Regions from separate parts of the Ovis aries genome. Here region 1 is linked to region 2. A link is a contact called in public Hi-C data. All regions are on one chromosome and are shown on one strand. The core of a region is the stretch at or near the end of the contact, and the rest is flanking DNA. Distances in the headings are between cores, read along the strand shown.

Region 1 (4,542 bases), core at 246-2,745, 420 kb before region 2:
CACTTGAATTGAAGAAAAAATTCTCATACAGTACAGACTTACCCATTATCACATTTTACCTTTTAATGTTTAAAGAATAGCTAGATAGTCCAAAATTCTTTCTTGTAATATTTAACAATCAAAATTTCAACTCCCCCAAAAGTATCTATGCAAGACAATTACATCAGGTATTACTATACTTGCAAAAAAAAAAAAAACTAGCATAAAATAAAAATCTAAAAACGAAGCCTTCAGTGAAAGCAGATATGGTGGAATATAAAGAGGTTCAAAGCATATAGGACTCAAGTCTGTTCAACTATTGCATTAGATTAAAAGAAACTAACTTGATGCCTGATGTAAATAAAATATTCCTCAGATCATAAAAGCCATTCAATTTGATGCTTGAAGTAGCATAAATGAAGGATTTATGGTGGTTAATGTCCTGGTATGGAAGGGGTGGAGGGGACAATGAAAAAAAATCAAAGCTTCTCAGTCTACCCTGTTTAAAAGAAAAGGAATGATCATGTAGCATAGTTTTCATGATCGAACTGGGGCCTACTCTTCACATACTGCATTAAAGACAACCACTTTCTCATTTGGAGAAATCTTCGGGGGAAAGAAAACACAATAAGGGAACAGGTTTTACTAGCACCTCAGGAAACTAGGGAAGTCTGTAACTGGGGATTCCGAAAATGAGGGAAAGACGGTGAGCATTATTCAAAGGTCATCAGAACACAGCAAGAAGGAATGAGAGAGGAAATAGAATAATCAGTTGTAAGGTATATCACAGAAGGAAGACCCAAAAGAACGCAAGAACCTGGGAAGAAGAGGCCTTGGTGAACTGGTGAATGTTCTCCAGTCTCAGTTATGACGGGTCCGAATCCTAGGAAACCTTTCACGTATTTGAATCACAGCTACATATACTTCAGCATCGCCCACATATATCTTAAATTTCTAAAACGTGCGTGCATACATAACAGAGCGCACTCACATACCCACACATACACACACACATACACAAACACGCACGCACGCACCTCAATCCCGTGAGGATGCCATCACGAAAGATGGAATCCCGGGTCTCCCACGGGGCGGGGGCAAGCGCTAGGGCCAAGGCAGCCGCACGCCTAGAGGATCCAAACAGTACACGTGAAATGCTTTAAAAACAAACAAATAAATAAAAGCACCCCAAGCTGGTCACGTGGAGGGCAGGTGGAAAGACCGCACCGGAAAGGAACTGCTAGCCTGGTCGCTCCGGTGCTCGTCCTAAATGCCCCGAGGCTCGCGATCGCCGGCACTTACCGGAACCCCCGGGACGCGCCGGGAGTCTGGGCGCCGCGCCTGCCCCGGACGCCAGCCGCCGTCCGTCCTCCACGCCCGGCTCGGCCCGATTCTACTCCGCCTCCCTCCGTGCAACTTTCTCGGCTGGCCCGGCAGAGCCCCCTCCACAGCTGAAGGCTGACTGTCAAAAGTCAGTCCAAACGGACCCACAGGGAAACAGCTGCAGGAAGTGACTGCGGAATCGGGAGGCGGCGGAGGAGGAGACTGAAGGCGCCGGCCCGGCGTCGCCAGTGCGCATGTGCCTGGTGGAGCAGGGCCCGCGGCAGCGGCGGAGGCTCCAGCACGCTGCGAGGGTGGGGTGCGCACCCGGCAGGTGCGGGGACTGTGAGCGCGGCGGCTCTGAGCAGGCGTGGGGAACAAAGGCACGAGTCACAGGGAGGACGCACCACTGCCAGTCTTAAGAGTTTGTTCATCCTATAACCTGGAAAGTTGATCCAGAGCAGAAAGCTGGGCAGGGTTTTCGCAACTTTCATCTCCTGTCACTGAGATCCAAACCCTTTTTCATTCCAGCCCTGCCCTCGTCCGCTGATTGCCTGCTAAGAGTGGCAGAGGGGAGCTGCCAGAATGTCCAGGATCGTCCCACCTGCTGCGACAGAACCTTTAAACTGCTCCTTTCTCCAGGATGAAGGAAAAATAGCGCGCGGCCGCCAGCTCAGGTCTCCAATCACTCAAGAAAACATACACGCAGACTTGCCCTCTACGCAACAGCAGAATTGGCGAGATAGAGATCCTCTCTGGCGCACCACCACTCCCCACCCCACCCTCAACCTCACCTGCATGACAGGAAAGACTAGGAAGAGATTGGCTAAGGCTATCAGGTCACATCCTCTCATAGTCAACCTCAGCACATTCAGGGTTGACATTGAGAGATGGCTGAGCCAAGTATTAATATTAAAATTCCGTTAACTTGTAAATTTTTCCATAGGACCATTTGGGGGTAAAATATTCGTAAAATAAATTTTGACCATTTTTAAGTGTTTAGTTCAGTGATATTAAGTACATTCACAACATTATGTGCTTACTTTTTAAGCATTACAGTAAGTCCCCTATATATGAGCCTTCCAGTTGAGAGCTTTCAAAGATGCCAACATGGGTTCCATGAACCTCAGGTTTGGGTGAAATTGTACCTTGTGCTCCATTTCCTATTGCTGAGGATCTTTCAGCTCTTCCGTCTCCCACCTCGTCTCCCTCCTCTAGTCAGTAGCTCTTCTTGTCTGTTCACTGGGTGCCAGGCCCTGTATGGCTGCTATTATAGTGTACTACCTTACTTTTCAAGGTACTGTACTGTAAGATTTCAAATGTTTTCTTTATTCTTTGTGTTTGTTTATTTTTATGTATTATTAGAAAAGTATTATAAACCTATTACAGTACACTACGATATAGCTGACCGTGTTCTTTGGGTACCTAGGCTAACTTTGTTGGACTTACAAACTTGCTGTCAGAATGGAACTTGTTCATATGTAGGAGACTTACTCTAATTAAAATATCAAGGAGACCTATTTATAGCAAGATGTACCCTCAGTTCAGTTCACTCGCTCAGTCGTGTCCGACTCTTTGCAACCCCATGAATTGCAGCATGCCAGACCTCCCTGTCCATCACCAACTCCCAGAGTTCACTCAAACTCACATCCATTGAGTCAATGATGCCATCCAGCCATCTCATCCTCTGTTGTCCCCTTCTCCTCCTGCCTCCAATCCCTCCCAGCATCAGAGTTTTTTCCAATGAGTCCACTCTTCGCATGAGGTGGCCAAAGTACTGGAGTTTCAGCTTTAGCATCATTCCTTCCAAAGAGCACCCAGGACTGATCTCCTTTAGAATGGACTGGTTGGATCTCCTTGCAGTCCAAGGGACTCTCAAGAGTCTTCTCCAACACCACAGTTCAAACGCATCAGTTCTTCGGTGCTCAGCTTTCTTCACAGTCCAACTCTCACATCCATACATGACCATTGGAAAAACCATAGCCTTGACCAGACGGACCTCTGTTGGCAAAGTAATGTCTCTGCTTTTCAATATGCTGTCTAGGTTGGTCATAACTTTCCTTCCAAGGAGTAAGCATCTTTTAACTTCATGGCTGCAATCACCATCTGCAGTGATTTTGGAGCCCCCAAAAATAAAGTCTAACACTGTTTCTACTGTTTCCCCATCTATTTGCCATGAAGTGATGGGACCAGATGCCATGATCTTAGTTTTCTGAATGTTGAGCTTTAAGCCAACTTTTTCACCCTCCTCTTTCACTTTCATCAAGAGGCTTTTTAGTTCCTCTTCACTTTCTGCCATAAGGGTGGTTTCATCTGCATATCTAAGGTTATTGATATTTCTCCGGCAATCTTGATTCCAGCTTGTGCTTCTTCCAGCCCAGCGTTTCTCATGATGTACTCTGCATAGAAGTTAAGTAAGCAGGGTGACAATATACAGCCTTGACGTACTCGTTTTCCTGTTTGGAACCAGTCTGTTGTTCCATGTCCAGTTCTAACTGTTGCTTGATGTACCCCAGTAGCAGGCAAATACTGCAGGAAATTAAGGCAGTTTCTTTGGCTGAAACACACCATCCAGTACTACCAAGGACAAACCAAATTGACTATTTTCTAGAAATGACTTAATAAATACAGTGGTTGCTTAGCAATCACCCAAAGCTAGTGTATGCAGGCCCTTTGAGGAGAATAACTCATCATGCCTAGGTAGACAACTAACAGTTTTTCTGAATTAATTTTCTGTTTATGCGTACATACTTTGAGCTTCTCCAGTGGCTCAGCAGTGAAGAATCTGTCTGCAGTGCAGGAGACCTGGGTTTGATCCCCGAGTAGGGAAGATCCCCTGGGCATGGCAACCCACTCCAGTATTCTCGCCTGGTGAATCTCATGATAAAGATTGCATTAAATCTGTAGATTGCATGGGGTAGTGTTGTCATTTTAACTATTAATTCTTTCAGTCCATGGACACAGTATATCTTTCCATCTGTTTGTGTTGTCTTCAATTTCTTCCACTCAGTTTTCTGAGTACAAACAAGTCTTTTACTTCATTAGGTAGGTTTATGCCTAAGCATTTTATAGTTTTTTTTTCAGTAAAAACATTCACAAGTGATCATTTTTACCATCCTGTTAAATATACTAAGCAAAAAGGCAATTTTTTTAGGTGAAATGCTTTCAATAAATGCTGCAGCATTAACTAACAAATTCAGAAAAATAAGCACCTTCCAACTTCACATGTGATAGATTTCACCA
Region 2 (4,784 bases), core at 1,890-4,389:
ATGCTCTGGTTCTTTTAAAATGAAGTATAATTGATTTACAATATTATATTAGCTTCAGATGTTCAACACAGTGATTCAAAAATTTTTTATAGATTATCGTCCACTTAAATTTACCATAAAATGTTGGCTGGTCCCTGCTTTTGTCTGTTTTCCAATAACTTTCCAAATTATCAAATGAAGCAGAACCCTTACTTTAAGTAAAAACATCTAACTGTGACTTTTCAGTATTTTCTCAAGCAATCTCTTTGTGCTGTCAGATTGAAGAGTCCCCAGCACTCCAGAGTGCTGTCTGTAGGAGGAGACAGAAACTGCATCTCAGGGCTCCCTGGAGGCTAGGGATATGGTCCTTTGTAACCCCGAAGAACTGTTTTGTTTTCTCATGGACTCTTAACTGGTGGGACAATATCTTAATTCCATGGGAAATGTTAGAGACAATACTGAGGTATCAGTATAATCTATTGATACTGTGCTATATGAATTACTCTTCATTTAAATGGTAAATAGATAAAAAACGGATTTTTGTGCACTATAAACACAGTGGAAACAGTGTCAGACTTTATTTTTTTGGGCTCCAAAATCACTGCATTTGATGATTGCAGCCATGAAATTAAAAGACGCTTACTCCTTGGAAGGAAAGTTATGACCAACCTAGATAGCATATTCAAAAGCAGAGACATTACTTTGCCAACAAAGGTCTGTCTAGTCAAGGCTGTGGTTTTTCCAGTGGTTATGTATGAATGTGAGAGTTGGACTGTGAAGAAAGCTGAGCGCCGAAGAATTGATGCTTTTGAACTGTGGTGTTGGAGAAGACTCTTGAGAGTCCCTTGGACTGCAAGGAGATCTAACCAGTCCGTCCTAAAGGAGACCAGTCCTGGCTATTCATTGGAAGGACTGATGCTGAAGCTGAAACTCCAATCCACCTCATGTGAAGAGTTGACTCATTGGAAAAGACCCTGATGCTGGGAGGGATTGGGGGCAGGAGGAGAAGGGGACGACAGAGGATGAGATGGCTGGATGGCATCACCAACTCGATGGACATGAATTTGGGTAAACTCCAGGGGTTAGTGATGGACAGGGAGGCCTGGCATGCTGCGATGCATGGGGTCACAAAGAGTCAGACACGACTGAGCAACTGAACTGAACTATGTATCCCCAGTGAGAGCTGTAGTCATAGGGACCACAGTTAACACACAGTACCTGGTGCACGTGGTAGATGTGTTACATGCACTGTCTCAGTAAACTCTTTCTGTAAGGGATCCCATAGTAAATATATCCTCCAGCTTAGTGTGCCACACAGCGTCTGTAGTAAAACTCAATTTGCCCTTACAGAGCAAAAGCAGCCATAAACGAATAAGCTCTGCTGTGTTCCGGTAAAACTTGGTTTATCATCACAGAAATGTGAATTTCATATAATTTTCACATGTCACAAAATGTTTTTCTTAAAAATAATTTTTTTTAATGTTAATGGAATAATTGTTCTTAACTCACTGCACTGGCCATACAAAAACAAAGCAGATTGCAGGAAAGTATTGTCATTATCTTGTAATAACTTATAATGGAAGAGTATGTAAAAAAGGAATATATATTATATGTGTATGTAACTGAACCACTTTACAATACACCTGAAACTGATACATTATAAACCACTATATTTCAATTAAAAAAATTTTTTTAATTAACATTAAAACAAAAACAAGGCAGGGTAATTTGGCCCTGGGGCCATACTTTGCTGACTTATGCATTATCTCATTGGGTAAACGATGTTTCTAAATGATTGGGATACCCTGATGCTGGGAAAGATTGAAGGCAGGAGGAGAAGGGAAGGCCAGAGAATGAGATGGTTGGATGGCATCACCATCTGGTGATGCAGAAGGAAATGGCAACCCACTCCAGTGCTCTTGCCTGGAAAATCCCATGGACGGAGGAGTCTGGTAGGCTACAGTCCATGGGGTCCCAGAGAGTCGGACACAACTGAGCAACTTCATTTCACTTCACTGACTGGATGAACATGAGTTTGAGCAAACTCTAGGAGATGGTGAGGGACAGGGAAGCCTGGTGGGCTGCAGTCCATGCAGTTACAAAGAATCAAACACGATTTAGTGAGTGAACAACAACCGAGATTACACTAAGTGAATAGTAAAGGGTTTTCTCACTAGCCTTGTTCCCTATCCTACAATCACTTTCTGCCACTCTGTGGCACTGAGATTGATGGAGTTAATCAATTGTTCTTAAAAACTACCTATATGTCTAGACTCTAGACAAACTAATTTAAGGACGGCTATTAACCTCAAGGATTTACAACATGACCGTGATTTGGGAGTTTTTATAGATCAAGCTGCCTGCTAAGAGGCAAAGGGACAAATTGTTGTAGTAATCCTGGGAGAGGGACAACGGTGATCTGACTGGGTTGGTAGACACAGGGGACTAAGAACAGACCGTTCCGAGATGTGTTTAGGATTAGGTGCTCGCTCAGGTGAGGACTGATTACATTGTATTACACCTGCCTCACAGGATAAAAGGAATTGATGACACATTTTAAGCGCTACTAAAGTTAACTGGGATACTGTGTCATCTCCTTCTTTTAATTATTAGTAACCACTTTTAAAATTCCAGGGTCTTATCGGTTTGTCTGGTTTACTGATGCCCTCTACCCCAAAGTGGAGGATAACATTCAATTTTTTCAGTTAGTTGAAAATACTTTTTCTGAAAAAAATAAAAACAAAAAACAAAAAAACACCAACCCTCATTCACTACAAGCCCAAACCACGGGTACTCCTGGTGGAGACACTTTCTCAAATTCCAGACTTCTTTTTCAGAGGCTTAGCTTGCTCTACCGGATTCCCACCTCTCCTCCGCTCCCAGCTACATCCTGAGCCCGCCCCAGACTGTTGCCTCCAGCCTTCCTCCTCCCCCTCCAGCTCCCTCCGCCCCACTTTCCCTCCCACTAAAGAAGCCCCGCCTCCCCGGTTCCGCAACCCAACTCCTTCCCTCCTTCCGTCGCTTTCCTCTCTCCCCGCCCCTATGGCTGCCTTCGATTGGCTAAACTGGCTGTGCCGCGACAAGGCTGTAGCACAGCCTTATTTTTATTGGTTGAAGTGTAGCCGGGCCTCTTGTGATTGGCCGATAGCAGGAGACAGCAAGTGTGACTGCGTTCCGGGTGTGTGTGGCCGCCGCTTTGTTGCCTGAGGGGGGTGGTGGTGGAAGTTAAGGGAGTCGGGGGCTAGCGCTTCTGCAGACCCGCAGTCGCAGCCGTTGCAGTCATTTCGCCAGGTGGCCTTTACGAGTAGAAGTCTCGTCGACAGCAACCATGAGCGGCGGGGTATACGGGGGAGGTGAGTGCGGTCGGTCGGGAGAGCGCGCCTTTTTAGCTTGTGGGGTTTGTAACCGCCGCCCCCAGCCCTCCCCTTCCCGGCGGCCCTTCCGGTCTCCCCCTGGGGACCCCGGCCTCCCCGCCCTATCCCCGCCCCGCGCTCTGCCCGCCTCCGGAGCCCACCCGGCTCGGCGAGCGCTACAGGCGCCGGGAGTCGCCGCCCCCTACGGCCCCTTCCAGCCTCGGGCCGCCGAGGAGCCGACTTTTGGGGCTGCGCGCGGTCCGGGGCTGGTCGGGCAGCTCCACTCGCGGGCCAGGCCCGGAGAGCCGCGGCTGGAGTGACTGGCCGCAGGGTCACCTCTCTCCCAGCCGGCTCTGTCGCGGTGTGCGCGCCCGTTTAAAGTTGGGAGGTCCCAGCAGTTCGTCGGCGTGGCTGGAGGGTTTCCGCGGCGTCTCGGAGGTGGCACAGCGAGCCGCGAGGAGTGGAACTGATTGGAGGAGTCGTGGCCACTCAGGACACAGCCTCCTTCTCCATCCGCGCTCACGCAGCCTCACGCCTTTCAATAACTTCTCCCTATTTGTTGACTGTGGATGCTCCGGACTTATTCGTGGGCGACTCTGCACCGGCGTAATTTAGGAACATATGCAATTTAAGGTTGCTTAAAGATGGGTGGGCTCCTGTGTAGTGAAAGATTACCATGGGCCTGGGTTGTAATATCAGCCTCACCACTTAGTAAGCTCATTGGCCTTGGGTAAGTTACTTAACTTTTGCCAACTTCAGGTTCGTCGTTTGTAGAATGATAATTCCTACCCATTGGGGTGGTTGTGAAGATTAAACGGCGGTAATGCTGCACTTACTACTAAAAGTATGATCCAAGGAGCAGCAGCAGCAGCATCACCTGCAAGCTCTTTAGAAATGTAAAATCTCAAGCCCCACTCTAAATCTACCGAATTGGAGCCTCCGTTTTTTCGAGATGCTTAGATGAAGCATTGATGTATATGATTCATGTTTTTGATGAATTAGAGAAGAAAGAAACTCAAAGTCGTGCTTTTGTTACTGTGTTCAGTAAGGATACTGTTTTCTGAGCGGATGGAATATTATAGGTAGGAGATGAAAATAAGCTTTTCAAAGTTTTTAGTAGTTTTGAAGTGAAGCTTGAGTTTCTGCTCAGGTGACACGCTGGCCCTCACCCTCTCCTTCTCCATATATGTTTTTGGTTTTGATTTCTGAAGTGTAAGAATCAGTTTTCCATTGTTACTTTGGAGAAAGCCTAGTGGATCTTCATGATTTACTTTTTCCCCACCTGAAGATGTAATTCTGACAAAAAAGCTGAGTATACGTGCTCGTGGAGGCTGCAGACTCTATTTTTTGTTTTGTTTCGTTTTTGGCCTCACCATACAGCCTGTGGGATCTTAGTCTCCAGATCAGGGACAGAACCAAGCCCCCTGCGTGGGAACCACAGAGTCTTAATTA

The links. A called contact is a pair of places that touch in the nucleus more often than the background predicts.
Region 1: a Hi-C map of tail adipose tissue shows a contact between it and region 2, with 4 times the contacts expected there. The contact joins the promoter of ZMAT3 here to the promoter of ACTL6A in region 2. A contact is called at or near these places in 2 of 16 Hi-C or Micro-C datasets (hypothalamus and tail adipose tissue).

What each region holds. Positions count from the first base shown.
Region 1 is chr1:208,766,627-208,771,168 of ARS-UI_Ramb_v3.0, reverse strand. ZMAT3 (zinc finger matrin-type 3) reads right to left here and starts at 1,495. Exons shown (of 6, transcript XM_012098751.4): 1 at 1,282-1,495.
Region 2 is chr1:208,343,099-208,347,882 of ARS-UI_Ramb_v3.0, reverse strand. ACTL6A (actin like 6A) reads left to right here and starts at 3,139. Exons shown (of 15, transcript XM_060393422.1): 1 at 3,139-3,332.